2 separate regions of the Mus musculus genome follow, and region 1 is linked to region 2. A link is a contact called in public promoter capture Hi-C data. All regions are on one chromosome and are shown on one strand. The core of a region is the stretch at or near the end of the contact, and the rest is flanking DNA. Distances in the headings are between cores, read along the strand shown.

Region 1 (6,982 bases), core at 4,243-6,742, 560 kb before region 2:
GACTCCTGTCCTGGGCCCTTCGTCATCCCTCTTGCATTTTAGTGATATATCCCTCGCCTTCCACTTCAGCAAATATCTATGAGTAAAAATGAATTTCTACACCCAAGAGAAAATGAGCTTATTTGCCCTTCCTCTGTGTGCTTTACTGTTGTTTTAAAAAGTACTCACCTCCCATGTGTCACAGAAATCCACAGTGTCCAACAGAGATTTCCCTTGCTCATTTACTGGAAAATCATTATCCCCTGACTGGAAGAGAAACAACTTAAAACAACCTCAAAACACATGTATCTTTTCTATAGAAATGTGTTTAAGACTATCATGGAGGAGCTGGAGAGATAGTTCAGTGATTAAGCCCTTTCTGTTCTATCAGAGGACCTGAATTCTATTTCAAAGAACATACATACTTGGCCACAACTATCTGTCATTCCAGTCCCAATGCCCTCTTCTGGCTTTCATATGCCCTAGGCATGCACATAGGAAGCCAACATACATACAAAAAAAAAAAAAAAAAACCACTCACAGTAAACAAAAATATGTTTTTGTTTTTTTTTTTTTTTTTTAAAAAAGAGTATCTTGGAAATAAGACAGTAAGCAGCCATTAGTGAGTGAGGCATCATTCTGAGTACTGTGCTTAAAAACTGATATGCATGTAGAGTTGCACTATCTTTGGAAGCATAGTCTGCTGAATTCACTTGAATTAATTTTATGAATAATCAAATATTTTCTTTCTTATAATAATTTCAATTTTAAAATTATAATATAGTTAAATCATTTCTCTTCTTTCCCGTCATCCCTCCAATACTTTCCATGAATGTTTCTCAAACTCATGGCCTCTCTTTCTTTATTTGATGTTACACACACACACACTCATGTGTGTGTGTGTGTGTGTGTATATGTGTGTGTGTGTGTGTGTGTGTGTATAAGAAAATACATACTAATAAAATAATGTCCAATAATTAACTTATTTTATATAGAGTTTACTTTATATTCTCTACCCATTAATTCAATTGACATCTTTAAACAACTTCTGATTCAGTAATATAATTTCTGCTGCCATACTTTATTTTAATAATGCATACGATACCTTTGTAGTGATGAACAGGTCTTCTCTCTTTACAACCCCAGCTTTAATCTTACTTTCAATGGCCTGTCCTATCTCCTCTTCTATGTGATATGCAGAAGCAGTATCAATATGGCATATATATATATATATATATATATATATATATATATATATATATTGTGTGTGTGTGTGTGTGTGCTTATAATGTCTATACCCAAATAATATTCTTGAACTTTTAAAAGAGGCCTCCTGGTTGGCTTATATTATTTTGTCTACTCTTTCTTTTAGAAAAAAAAAAATGCTTCATGTTCATTGGGAAACCCTTTCATTGCATAGCTTTGACCTAAAAAAAGAATTTCTATCACTCCTGACCCAGGATAAGTAATGAACATGAATACATGTGTGCCCAGAGACAGGCATGTGAGGCCAGCTGTGACTGTATACAAGACTGATTTTTAGTAACGAGACATCCCAAGAAACTATAAAATGTTAGTGACCTTGAAACTGAAACTGTCTTAAGGCCAGTTTTGCTGCCAAGAGAGAAAACAGACACAAGACCTAAGGAAACCTCAAGTAATACAATGTAAAAGATGCGTAAATACAAGTTTTCCTGGAAGTTACTTCTAATCTGTGATTCTGGACATTGCTTGGGCATTTCATTTCATAATCCAAAATACACTTTGTGGGACCTACTCAGAAGCTTAGTAATATATAAATTAACCTTGTATAAAATTATAGTAGAAATTTATCTCAACCATTCATAAAAATGATATCTATGCCCCTATGCAAAGATATGTACATTTGAGAATACAAATCACGTACCTTCATTGGCACTGGGTAATGCATAATGTAAAGATCAACATAATCCAGCTGAAGCTTTTTCAGTGACTTTTCCAAGGCAGGCTTGACCAGCTCTGGTCGAAAGCAAGTGCACCAAAGCTACAGATGTTGAAGACTGTTAGTTGTGCTAGACTAGTAGATCACCAAAATATGCATAGCCATTTAATCTAATACTGAAATTTTTTTTGTACATGAAGGAAGGTTATAAGAATCCCTCTTAACTCAGTGTTTATTTTACTCTTACTTAACAAAGAAAACTGAGCTATAGTTTTGAGGTTAATGTTAGCTCATTTATTAACCAATGTAATAATTACTCAAGAAAGAAAATACATACTAATAAAATAATACCCAATAACTAACTTATTTTTATATAAAGTTTACTTTATTATCCTTTACCTGTTAATTAAATTGACAATAAAATAATATTCAATAACTAACTTATTTTTATATAAAGTTTAATTTACTATCCTTTACCCGTTAATTAAATTGACATCTTTAAACAACGTCTGGTTCAGTAATATAATTTCTGCTCCCATACTTTATTTTTAATAATTTGTATACTTGCATACTATACCTTTGTAGTGATGAACAGGTCTTCTCTCTTTACAACCCCAGCTTTAATCTTGCTTTGAATGGCCTGTCCTATCTCCTCTTCTACTTGGTATGCATAAGCAGTATCAACATGGCGGTACCCAACATCTAGAGCTAGGCATGCAGCCTCCAGTGACTTACTCTTGGGAACCTAGGGAAGGAACCGAAGGAGGCATTTAGAGATGCCTGTTCTGGGAACTAGCTCAAAGTGAGCCTAGATGGGAGATGACTATACCACAAAGAAGTTTGTCTTTCAAAGTCATCCTAACAACAGTTGTTAGGAAAGAGCCTAGTACCCCAGTCCTTGCATTCCCACTTCCTATTGTATAAAACCCAATGAAATCTCCAGAGATATTGTAATTGTCACAGAAAAGTAAAAGTATCTTCACAGAATCAGTGTTTGCCCATATTTTGTCTCATGTTTGAGCTAATGAGGCAAAATTGCTTTCTCATGGTCTTTTAATTAACAGCAAGACTTTTGCATCCAAGAGCCTGTCTATACCTATGCAATCCTGGTTACTCACTAGCACTGATGGATGCTCACCCTGGCTTCAGTGGCCTGCTAGAAAGTCACACTAAATGTGTGTAGTAGGATGACTAAGCAAACTGAACACAAGGAAGTCTTCTTGGGACAGGACAATTACACAGACACTCCTTCTACTCCCAGCTAAGACACTGTTACAAAAGGATGCAAATGCAAAGATCACAGATACCAAGCAAGGCCAGGTTAATAATAGGGACTTGGAGAGAAAGTACTGTCCTATGTTAGTCTTTCTACATATCCATTCTCTTTTTCTGAGAGATCTAAATACAGACAGAAAAAAGCATCTAATGTAAGAGTATATCCTTATTTAAAGTACCTTAACTACATCATGTTAGAGGTTATTTATTTCGGTATCAGCCTCTTCAATCCAAGATTATTTGTTTTAAAAAGACATGGCTAGAATTAAACCTAAAATTATTGCCTTGGCTGCCAGATTTGAATAATGATATGACTGGGGTTTTGTTAAAGGTTTAGGGTGTGGGCTGGGGAGATGTCTCACTCAGTAACACCCTTGCAGACAACTTTGGTATCTTAGTTTGGAACCCAGCTCTCTTGTAAAGCAGAGTATGGCATGCAGACTCAGTGCATGAGGAGGAAGCATCAAGGTGAGCCCTGCAGCTCACCCCTGAGCACAACAGACTCGGTGAGACACTGGGTTCACACAGATAAAGCATGAGCATTGGAGGGCAGCTTTGACCTCTTACTTCCTCAGACATTGTTCACAACACACAAAGACACATACAATCATACAATACTTACAAAGGGTTGAAAAAGTAAATGAGAGTAGCTTTTTCATTGTCCTAAGAATCTCTACAGTTATCTTTTCACGATAAAAGACAGTGATTAAGTTCTGGCTTCTACCACCTTATCTGGAAACGAGCCCTGCCTTATCCAAGAGTAAGGACACCGTGAGTTATCAAAGCTGAGGCTCCAGTAGTGGCCTTGACCTATTCTTGATATTGTGCAACTTTGCAAAAGTAACAAATCCTGTGTAGATCTCCAGATTTCTCTGGAGTCTAACAGGAAGGAGATGGACACATTTGAAGTCAAGGGAAGAGATCCTTTGCCACACATTTAAAAGGTATCAGGAGGAATAGAAAACAAGAAAGTCCCTCCAGGTTTGCAAACAGTCCACTTGATGTTTTTTGTTCTGAGGACAACCATGTTCTAAATCCAAAATACACTAATGAATACCAATAACTCACATTTATCTTTACTAGGTCCTCTTTCTCCCCATCATAATGATTCACTATAAAATTCCAGAAAGTTTTCCACAGTTGAGAGTTATACATGGGAGATCTCACTTAGTTCTGGTAAACATCCACTGTGAGATGCTGATGGCTACCCTGAAACAAAACCAAAGTATTTGCAAATATTTGTTTCATGCCTTAGTCTCCGACATTGGTTCCCAACCTTCCTAATGCTGCAACACTTTAATTCATTGCCTCATGCTGTGGTGATCCCCAGACATAAAATGAGTTTGGGGTTCCAACCCACAGATTTGAGAACATACAGGAAGCCACCCTGAATGTTCATTTCCGGCATTTTGCCTTTTTGCAATGAAAAATTATGTTGTAGGTTATGGACATAAAGAGAACTCCCCTCCCACACTGCAACCAAGAAAGCTGATAGGCAATCTGGTGACTTTCTTCTCCTCTATCAATCTTTGAAGCATGGATACAAGAAAAGCATAGTGCCCAGAATTGTTAGGTCATGGGTCTGTCCCTTTAAGCCTGGAGCTCACAGCCAAGTTCACTCTTAGAGCTGGAAGGTCCCAAATGGGAACAGTAGATTCACAGACATGCCTAGGCCAGAAAAGTAAATCCAAGGGGAAATACAAACAAAAATAAAAATAAAAACAAAAACAAAAACAAAAAGAGTCAAATCCTACCAAGACCAGATTCCCAGTCAGACAGTAAAAATAACAAGGAAGATAAACTTTCTCCCTGTCCCTGAATTCGCTTGCTGAGTTATAGTAAATGTTCTAGTGCTACTGAGACATGTACCCTATAGCTTCATTATATGCTGCACTAACACCTACCACAGGAGAAAATGTCTTTAGAGTTTGCCCCCCTTTGTTCCCCTTCAGCATGCCTCCCTACTGATTCACCAGGAACAGGGGTCTTCCTCAGAGAAAAGCAAGCATGAATATAGCTAGGTCTCCCAACCACAGCCACCAATTTCAAGTGCTGCTGTAACCTCTATTTATCAAGAACAATCAGCAAGCAGGGGATACACAATCAGACCCTGATGCAGGGCAAACCTAACTTTCTGTTCTCTTGTACACGGATTAGCTCTAGCCTGAGATACTGACAATCCTGTATTCTTACCTCCTTGGGTTTATAGGTGCCAAAGCCCAGGGCAGGAATTAAGTGGCCATCATTTAGTTTGACACAGTGCTGTTTGGAGCTCATTGTCTCTCACTCCCCTGGCTAAGCACTTCCTGAGTATTCTGTTGCCCTGAAGCGGAAGTGGGTAAACATCGTCTATCAACTTCCTGTCTAATGGTTAACAAGGGACACTCCCTTTCTGGCAGTTAGCCATGCCTACTCACTGGCTAATGTTTAACTATCTGCTATCCAGCTAATGATTAATCAGTGCTACTGTCTGGCTAATGGTTAACAGTACTGTTGTGTGCCTACTGTTTTAAATACTACTATTGTCTGTCTAATGGACACCAACACAAGGGAGGAGTCAGAAATTTAAAGCAGTATTCCACAAATAAGAACGCAAGCCACTCATTTTCATATAAAGGATAAATTTCAAATAAAGTACTATATAAGATAAAGTACGTGTTTACTGTGGTTTTTCTCTTCTTTATCTCATATATTAAATACTATTAAAGAAGAGATTGGTTGAACAATTATAATACTGAAGATACTTATTTTCATTTGGCCATTATGAAGCCTCTACTTGAACATGCATCACTGAAAATCATGAGTTACTGCATGCCCTGTAAACATAAAGAAAAAAGAAGCCACACTTGAGCACTTAAAGTGATAGGGGCATCAAACCACCCAAAAAACTTTGACTCAAAATTTTCCCTGTCTACAAGAAATGCAAAGATAAGATGGAGCAGAAACTGAGGGAATGGCCAAGGAATATCCAGCTCAACTTGATTCCCATCCCATGGGCAAGTATCAGTCCCTGAAAGATGTTATGTTATGGTTGCAGACAGGAAGGAAGCTAGCATAACTGTCCTCTGAAAGGCTCCATCCAGCATCAGACTAAAACAGGTGCAGAGGCCCACAGCCAAACTTTGGATGGAGCTCAGGGACTCTTATGGAAGAGTTGAGGGAAGGATTGAGAGTCCTGAAGAGGGTAGAAACCCTATAAGAAGACCAAGAGAGTCAGCTAAACTGGATACTTGGGGGCTCTCAGAGACTGAACTATCAACTAAAGAGCATACTCAGACTCAACCTAGCACACACACACACACACACACACACACACACACACACATAGTAGAAGTACAGCTTGTGTCTCATGTGGGTCCCAATAACTGGAACGGGAATGTTCCTTAAAACTGTTGCCTGTGTAGTCTGTTTCCCTATCTGGGCTACCTTGTCTGGCCTCCTGGGAGAGAATACATCTAGCAATGCAGAAACTTGATGTGCCAGAGGTAGGGGGATACCCAGGATACCGCCACCCTCTCAGAAGAGAATGGGAGGGGTAGAGACAGTATAAAAGGGGGAGCAGGTGGGTAGTGATCAGGATATAAAGTGAATAAATAATTAATGGAAAAATAGTTCATGAACTGAATTTAGTCTTCTCAGAATTTTTTTAAAAACAAAGATATCAACAACTAAAACTGAAATTTTTTATTAATCATTCCATTCATTTACATCTCAAATGATATCTCACTTCCCAGCTACCCCTCCACAAAACCCCCCATCCCACATCAACCCTCTCCTCCCCCCCTTTGCCTCCATGAGGGTGCTCTC
Region 2 (7,150 bases), core at 2,609-5,108:
GGTTATCTCTGTACACTGAGGGTTTACCCTCCTCCCCACTGTACAGATGGCAGTGCCTGTTCTTCAGGATCCTACGACCACTAAACATAATATATGTGCCCGAGAACGGCCCAAAGTAGACAGTGCTATTGATCATCAGCATCCAGCTTTAATTGTACAGTCTGTATTTAAACAGACCTGAAGCCGGGTGAGGTAGTGCACACCTTTGATCCCAGCACTGGGGAGGCAAAGGCAGGCAGATTTCTGAGTTCGAGGCCAGCCTGGTCTACAGAGTGAGTTCCAGGACAGCCAGGGCTACACAGAGAAACCCTGCCTTACTTTAAATGTGGGCGCTTTTGTTAGCTTTTAAGATAGTTCTCAAGCGTATCTTTTTAGATGTTTTAATTATGAATCTCCAAAATAGTCTTTGACAAAACAAAACAAAATAAAACACGATACAAATGACCTGTGATGTGACTTTAAAAGGCACTCAATGTAAGGGGGGGGGGGGCAATATTGCCTTATTGTTTCAGTCTATGTTGTTTTTTAGATATTTTCTTTATTTACATTTCAAATGTTATCCCCTCTGCTATCCCCTCCCCCTCCCCCTCCCCCTGCTGACCAACCCAACTACTCCCACAGTCTATATTTTTTTTAAAAACATACAATGAGGTAAAAAATAAAATAAAATGTTTGCCTTCAAAGAGGGGCAGGGAGCAGCAACTTGAAAGACTAAGTAAAGAAAAGAAAGTGAAAGAGAGTAGGGGAAAGTGAAACAGATTGGCAACTAAGTTAAAAGAACAAGGAAACCAAACCGGGCGGACAGGCGGGCGGGGCGCAGAAAGAGCGACTCCTCTCCCTGCTGAAAAGGAGCTCACTTAGAACACCTAGAACACGTGATCGCCCTCCTTCCCTGCCTTTAGTCATCCTGGTATGTTTATTAAGTGAGGGTACACTCCCTTAGTTCCCACAGTTCGATCACAAAACACAGCGAGCCTGGGCTTCAAGCCAAGTATCTTTTCTTGTTTGTTTTTTTACTTTTTGAGAGAGGTCCTTGGTAGTAGCCTGAGCTGGCCTTAAATTCACAGCGTATCTGGGCCACCTAGCTGAGATTACCAGTAAGAACTTTCAGGCCTGGCTTATTTTCTTCATTCTGAAGAACTTGAGAAAAGGCTTCATTGGCAACCAGCCACCTTAGTTTTCTTGTGAAGGAGGTGACTTTTCACAGGGCCATGTTACAGAAAAGATATTAACGTGCTGTTTTGTTCATAAACGTGTTTATTACTTGACTATTATTTTCTTTAAACTTTTTCGGCCTCCGGTATGCTTTCAAGCTTGTTTGTCAACAAGTTCTCTTTGAATTCCTGTTTTTATTAAACAATTTCTTTTTTTTAAAGATTTATTTATTTATTATATGTAAGTACACTGTAGCTGTCTTCAGACACTCCAGAAGAGGGAGTCAGATCTCATTACAGATGGTTGTGAGCAACCATGTGGTTGCTGGGATTCAAACTCAGGACCTTCGGAAGAGCAGTCAGTGCTCTTAACCGATGAGCCATCTCACCAGCCCCACGTTTTCATTCTAACCATTCAAAGTTTCATTCTAAGCCTTGAAAAGCATCCTGAATCCTTGCTAAGACTGAACATGTCACAGGGATAAAAATGGTAAAGCCAGAGGGTTCCTAATAACACATGGAAGATCTTTTCTTTCCTTTCTCTCCAAAGACCTCATGAAGCCAAGGTGTGGTGGCACAGGCCTTTAATCCCAGCACTCAGGAGGCAGAGGCAGAGGCAGGCGGATTTCTGAGTTCGAGGCCAGCTTGGTATACAAAGTGAGTTCCAGGACAGCCAGGGCTACACAGAGAAACCCTGTCTCGAGGAAAAAAAAAAAAAAAAAAAGACCTCATGAAATCGAGAGAAAATTACATAAGCAAATGAAAGTAATCTAAAAGTGCTATACATAAATATTCTGGTTACCATTCAGCAGGAATATAATATTAGAAGTCAGAATATTACAGTTAAAGTTCCCTGTGGTGGGTTCCACTTTTACTGGAACAGTGGTACTGTTTTGGATCCAGCACCTTCAGTTTAAGCCAGAAATACAAATACCAGCAGGGCACATTTTTGGGGACACATATTAAATTTTTTAAATTACAGTGTCAAAAATAGCCAAGAACCCTAACACCCGCTAATCAAGAATATGATTTTCATTGGGCAGTGATGGCGCATGCCTTTAATCCCAGCACTCGGGAGGCAGAGGCAGGCGAATTTATGAGTTCGAGGCCAGCCTGGTCTACAGAGTGAGTTCCAGGACAGCCAGGGCTACACAGAGAAACCCCGTCTAGGAAAAAAAAAAAAAAGATTTCTCCACAAGCTATGCAGAAAATATACTTGGGAGTGGTGTTTTTAAAAAATATTTAGAGAAAATATTGTGACATATAGCCTAGGTTGGCCTAGAACTCACAGCCCCACTGTCTCTACTTTCTGAGGGTTAGGATTACAGGTAAGAGCCCTCATGCCAGGCTCTGATGCCAGACTAACCCCTATCTGAACAAAAAAATGTATGCTTAGTAGGCTTCTGTGGTTAGCCATCCACTGCCTAGTCACACGAATCAAATAGTGACCACGCTATCAGGGTCAAAGTCTTGTGCCAGCCAAGGGTGCCAAGAAAAACAGGTGCTTATTAAAGAGGCTTTGATTGTTCTGAAGGAGTTTGTTTTGAAGAAATCAATTAAAAGATCTATCTACCTTGTTATGATTGTAATTACAATCATAATAAATTGCAGCTAAATTAACTCGATTTTCTTTACATTACTTTTTTTTTTTGGTTTTTGAGACAGAGTTTCTCTGGGTAGCCCTGGCTGTCCTGGAACACACTTTGTAGACCAGGCTGTCCTCGAACTCAGAAATCCTCCTGCCTCTGCCTCCCATGTGCTGGGATTAAAGGCGTGCGCCATCATGCCCGGCTTACATTACTTTTTTTTTAACTCACATAAAGGAACATTTTGGCTTTCTTTCTTCTATTTATTTTCAAGCTATTGAAGCACAATGTCATTGTCCTTTCTATTTACCATATTATTATTTTGTAAACAAGAAAAAAAATGTACTTCTCCAAAGAATGCTCCTTTGCCTTCAAATTCATTTTATGGATTAAAACAGCCCAAAGGTACAGAGGACACTTCTTCAGCACCAGGTATGTCCCAGTGTTGGGCCATGACCTCATTCTGGAGCAGACTCCCTGGTTGCAGCTGCTGCAACCTACAGGGTATGTGTAGGATGCTTTAAGCCCCGCAAGCAATTCACTGCACCAAACGTGGTGCAGTGACCGCAGTAGGCTCCGGATGAGGCTGCCAACCAGTGTACACTTTCCAGACTCTGCGGGTGAATTGGGCAACGACCCCGCATGCTCCCCAAAGTGTGCGGTGCTCTGGTAGACTGGCGGTTCTGAATCCCATACCTGGTGCATCACAGAGAAGACCAGCTGCACAGTGCACCGGCTAGAAACAGGGCGACAGACATTAAACGTCGGTCTGAGATGACCAGGATCGTCCGGGCCCTACTCGAATCACTACACCCCACCCCAACGCCTCTGACCACCAACTTGGAACGGCGCGCGATGCCCATCTCTGGGACAAAGGCCACCCATGAGCTTGCTCTGTCCCCAAGTGCTGATCTCCTGGTCCTGACTCCAGCCCCGGTGTGGTGTCCTTGGCGGTTGCGGCGCGAAACACGTACCCACATCTCCCAGGAAGCAGCCGTCCCCGGCGCGCGGCTCCATGCTGCTCGCCCGCTGGGCTCCCCTGTCTACCGGCCTTGTGACTCAGAGCTCTGGGACCTGAGCCGGGACCTAAACCGAGACCTACCCCGGAGCGCAGGCCGCTGGGCGGGGCCTGATTGCTACCATGGCCACCGCTGGGAGTTGTAGTTTCTGTATCCGCCGCGTGCCACCTGAGCGTCCCCACTCCGCTGTCACTGCTGAAGGGTGACATGCAAATCAGAAGAGTGCAAAATATGTGTCCGTGTTGACACCAGTGAATATACGTCCATTAACAACTCCTGTGTTTGGCAGAAAAGCTTAAATCCCGGTGTCCTAGCTAAAAGATACGTTCGTATGCAAAATGTTTAGCTCCTCAAACGCGTGCCCATGTGCAAAAAGTGTTTAGCTGCCAAAACTGGCCTTCTGTGGTTTACACTGATCCCGCTGAGCAAAGTATTCAGTCTCTTCATGCCTGAAACTTTGAAGAAAACGTTTTCACTGAAGATGGTGATCAAAATGCCTAACTTCTTTCTTTCTTTCCTCTCTCTCTCTCTCTCTCTCTCTCTCTCTCTCTCTCTCCCTCCCTTCCTCTCTCCCTCCCTCTCTTTCTTTCTTTCAAAATAAATCTTAACTTTCAAATAGCTGGTATTCATTGAAGAAAACCACGTTTCTTGGTGAATGGTTTTAATCAGGTGTTTCACTAACCAGTTTAGCAGAAGGAGTTGGAGCTCTATGAGCAACCTAGCAGAAAGGAGAAACCAGTCTTCCCAGGGGGTTCCAGGTCAACCAAAAACGTGAGATACTTGGGAGACACTCTCATCTTGACCAGTACAGAGGCTCACGGAGGAAATACAACGTGACTTGAACATGATAACATCAGAATCACTGGAAATAGCACTAGAAGTCATCCTTTGAGGTAAGGATGCTTGGATGGCCGGAAACTTCATCTGCACCTTGGACCACAGGTTTAGGAGACCTTGAATGGTATCTGTTGGGAACCCGAACTTCTGGAATAAACCTTGGAATAAAATTCCAAATCTTTTAGTAAAAGGATCTGTATCTATTTGGCCATTTGTTTATCAAATTTTGGCTCTTGTGGTTTTGTTTTTGTTTGTTTTGTTTTGCAGGGGCATTTGTTTTGGTTTTGCTTTGTTTGATGTATATGTGAGTGTATGTGACTACATGTGTGTTTGCAGGTCAGAGGATACAGTCCGTGTTAGTCCTTGAGGACCTTCTGATTTGTTTGAGACGGGGTCTCCTATTCACCGCTGCACCTGGCAGGCCTGTGGGCTCTCAGAGAGCCGTCCACTTCCTCCTCCCATCACGGTGCAAGACTGCTGGAATTATGAATGACAGCTTACATTGCCCAGTTTTTCTTGAGCTCTGAGAATCCAAGCTCTGGTCCTGTCAGATGGCTCAGCAAGCCCACGACCGAGCCATCTCTCAGGTCTTGCACATGCTTCTTTGCAAGTTTTCTACGTTTTTAGGCAGATAAAAATAGGCTTCATTTTCACACATTTGCAGTGAGATTCTGTGATTCGGTATTCCTTCTTGTCTGTGTGGTAGGTCTGCATGTTTGTATTTTCTTCAGCATTTCTTTCCTGACACGGATTCTGCAAATGTGAATATAGGCTATATCGAACACATATGAATATATACATGTATATTGTACATGTGTTATATAAATGTTTGTTATAGGTTTCCTAAGCAATCATTTTTTTTCCATTTTCTTTTCTTTTTTTTTTTTTTTTTTTTTTTTTTTTGGTTTTTCGAGACAGGGTTTCTCTGTGTAGCCCTGGCTGTCCTGGAACTCACTCTGTAGACCAGGCTGGCCTCAAACTCAGAAATCCGCCTGCCTCTGCCTCCCGAGTGCTGGGATCAAAGGCATGAGCAGCCACCCCCTTTTTTAAAGTGTTTACATATTCAAAAGTACATTCTCTAAAATAGGTCCTTGTCTTACATAGGGTTTTACTGCTGAGAACAGACACCATGACCAAGGCAACTTAAAGACAACATTTAATTGGGGCTGGCTTACAGGTTCAAAGGTTCAGTCCATTATCATCAACGTGGGAGCATGGCAGTATCCAGGCAGGCATGGTGCAAGAGGAGCTGAGAGTTCAACATTTTGTTTTGAGGGCAAACAGTAGAAGACTGGCTTCTAGGCAGCTAGGATGAGGGTTCTAAAGCCCAAGCCCACAGTGACACGCCTACTCCAAGGCCACACCTACTCCAAGGCCACACCTCCAAATAGTGCCACTCCCTGGGCTAGGCATATTCAAACTACCACAGTCCTTTTTCTTCAACAGCCAAAATATATTCATCAAGGACCAAAATATGGATATTATGCTGTTTTTTTTTCATTATATTCTTTGACGGAATGACTGACTTGAAATTTGTTATTCTGTAAAGAAAGAAAATATAAGATTTAAGTTAAGAGTTCTCTGAACTGAAAGGAAATTATTCCCAAAATATTTACTAAATAGTAACCCATTTATCCATGTTTGTATTAATTAATCTCCTTTAATTGCATGTTAAACTCATTATCTTTTTAACCTATTAAAGTATCTGTACAATATTAATAAAAATCTAATATTCATTTAGCACAGTCGTTTATTGAATAAGTTAGTGAATTTTTAAATTAACTACTTTTAGGATTTGAATATAAAATATATTCCACATACTCATGTGCTAAAACCCTGGTCCCAAGCTGATGGTATTATTTGGAGAAGGGCTAGAAACCCAAAGAAATGTCCAGCCTTTTCACACTGAAATATAGCAAGGTCATATAGAGTTTATGCCCCAGAACTGTGAAATCAAGTCTCAAAATATTCATAATGGTGTATCTAAGTTTATTATTTTGTGTTGGGTCACATTTATATTTTGGTCCCATGCAGCCCATGGCCGTAGGCTGGACTTGCCTACAAGGACTTGAGCTTACCTAGAGACATAAGTCACTTGGAACTGTCCTTGGTATCCATCTTGCCCTGGACCTTGCCACTTTCTGTCTCTGTGCTTCCTGTCCACTATGAAGTGAATAGCTTCCTCTTCTACATTGTATCCTCATGGCCTGAATGTCTTGCCTTGTGCCCAGAGGAATGGAGCCAACAAGCCATGGATTGAAACCTCTGAAACCATGAGCCAAAACAATTTCTCCATTTAAGTTGTCCTCTCAAGTATTGTCACAAATATAGAAAGCTAAAACAATACAGCACACCCGTTATTTTTCTATGCGTTTTTCAAAATCATACCTCTGTGGCAAGACTTTGAAAAGATGATAGCAGCTAATTGGAGAGACTCCCACACATCGGGAACTAAGGTTTGGTGTTTGGAGGGATAGTTGGCATTTTGTTTTTCTGCAGTGAGGCACTATATCACTGTGTTGTGACAGGCTAATCTCAAACACACACTCCCTCC

What was found. Promoter capture Hi-C pulls out the DNA fragments that hold promoters and counts their contacts.
Region 1: a promoter capture Hi-C map of liver shows a contact between it and region 2, with 3 times the contacts expected there. The contact joins the promoter of Akr1c13 here to the promoter of Asb13 in region 2.

Annotation. Positions count from the first base shown.
Region 1 is chr13:4,189,697-4,196,678 of GRCm38.p6, reverse strand. Akr1c13 (aldo-keto reductase family 1, member C13) reads right to left here and starts at 5,492. Exons shown (of 9, transcript NM_013778.2): 1 at 5,369-5,492; 2 at 2,478-2,645; 3 at 1,886-2,002; 4 at 169-246. The coding sequence starts at 5,452.
Region 2 is chr13:3,630,740-3,637,889 of GRCm38.p6, reverse strand. Asb13 (ankyrin repeat and SOCS box-containing 13) reads right to left here and starts at 3,858. Exons shown (of 6, transcript NM_178283.4): 1 at 3,715-3,858. The coding sequence starts at 3,757.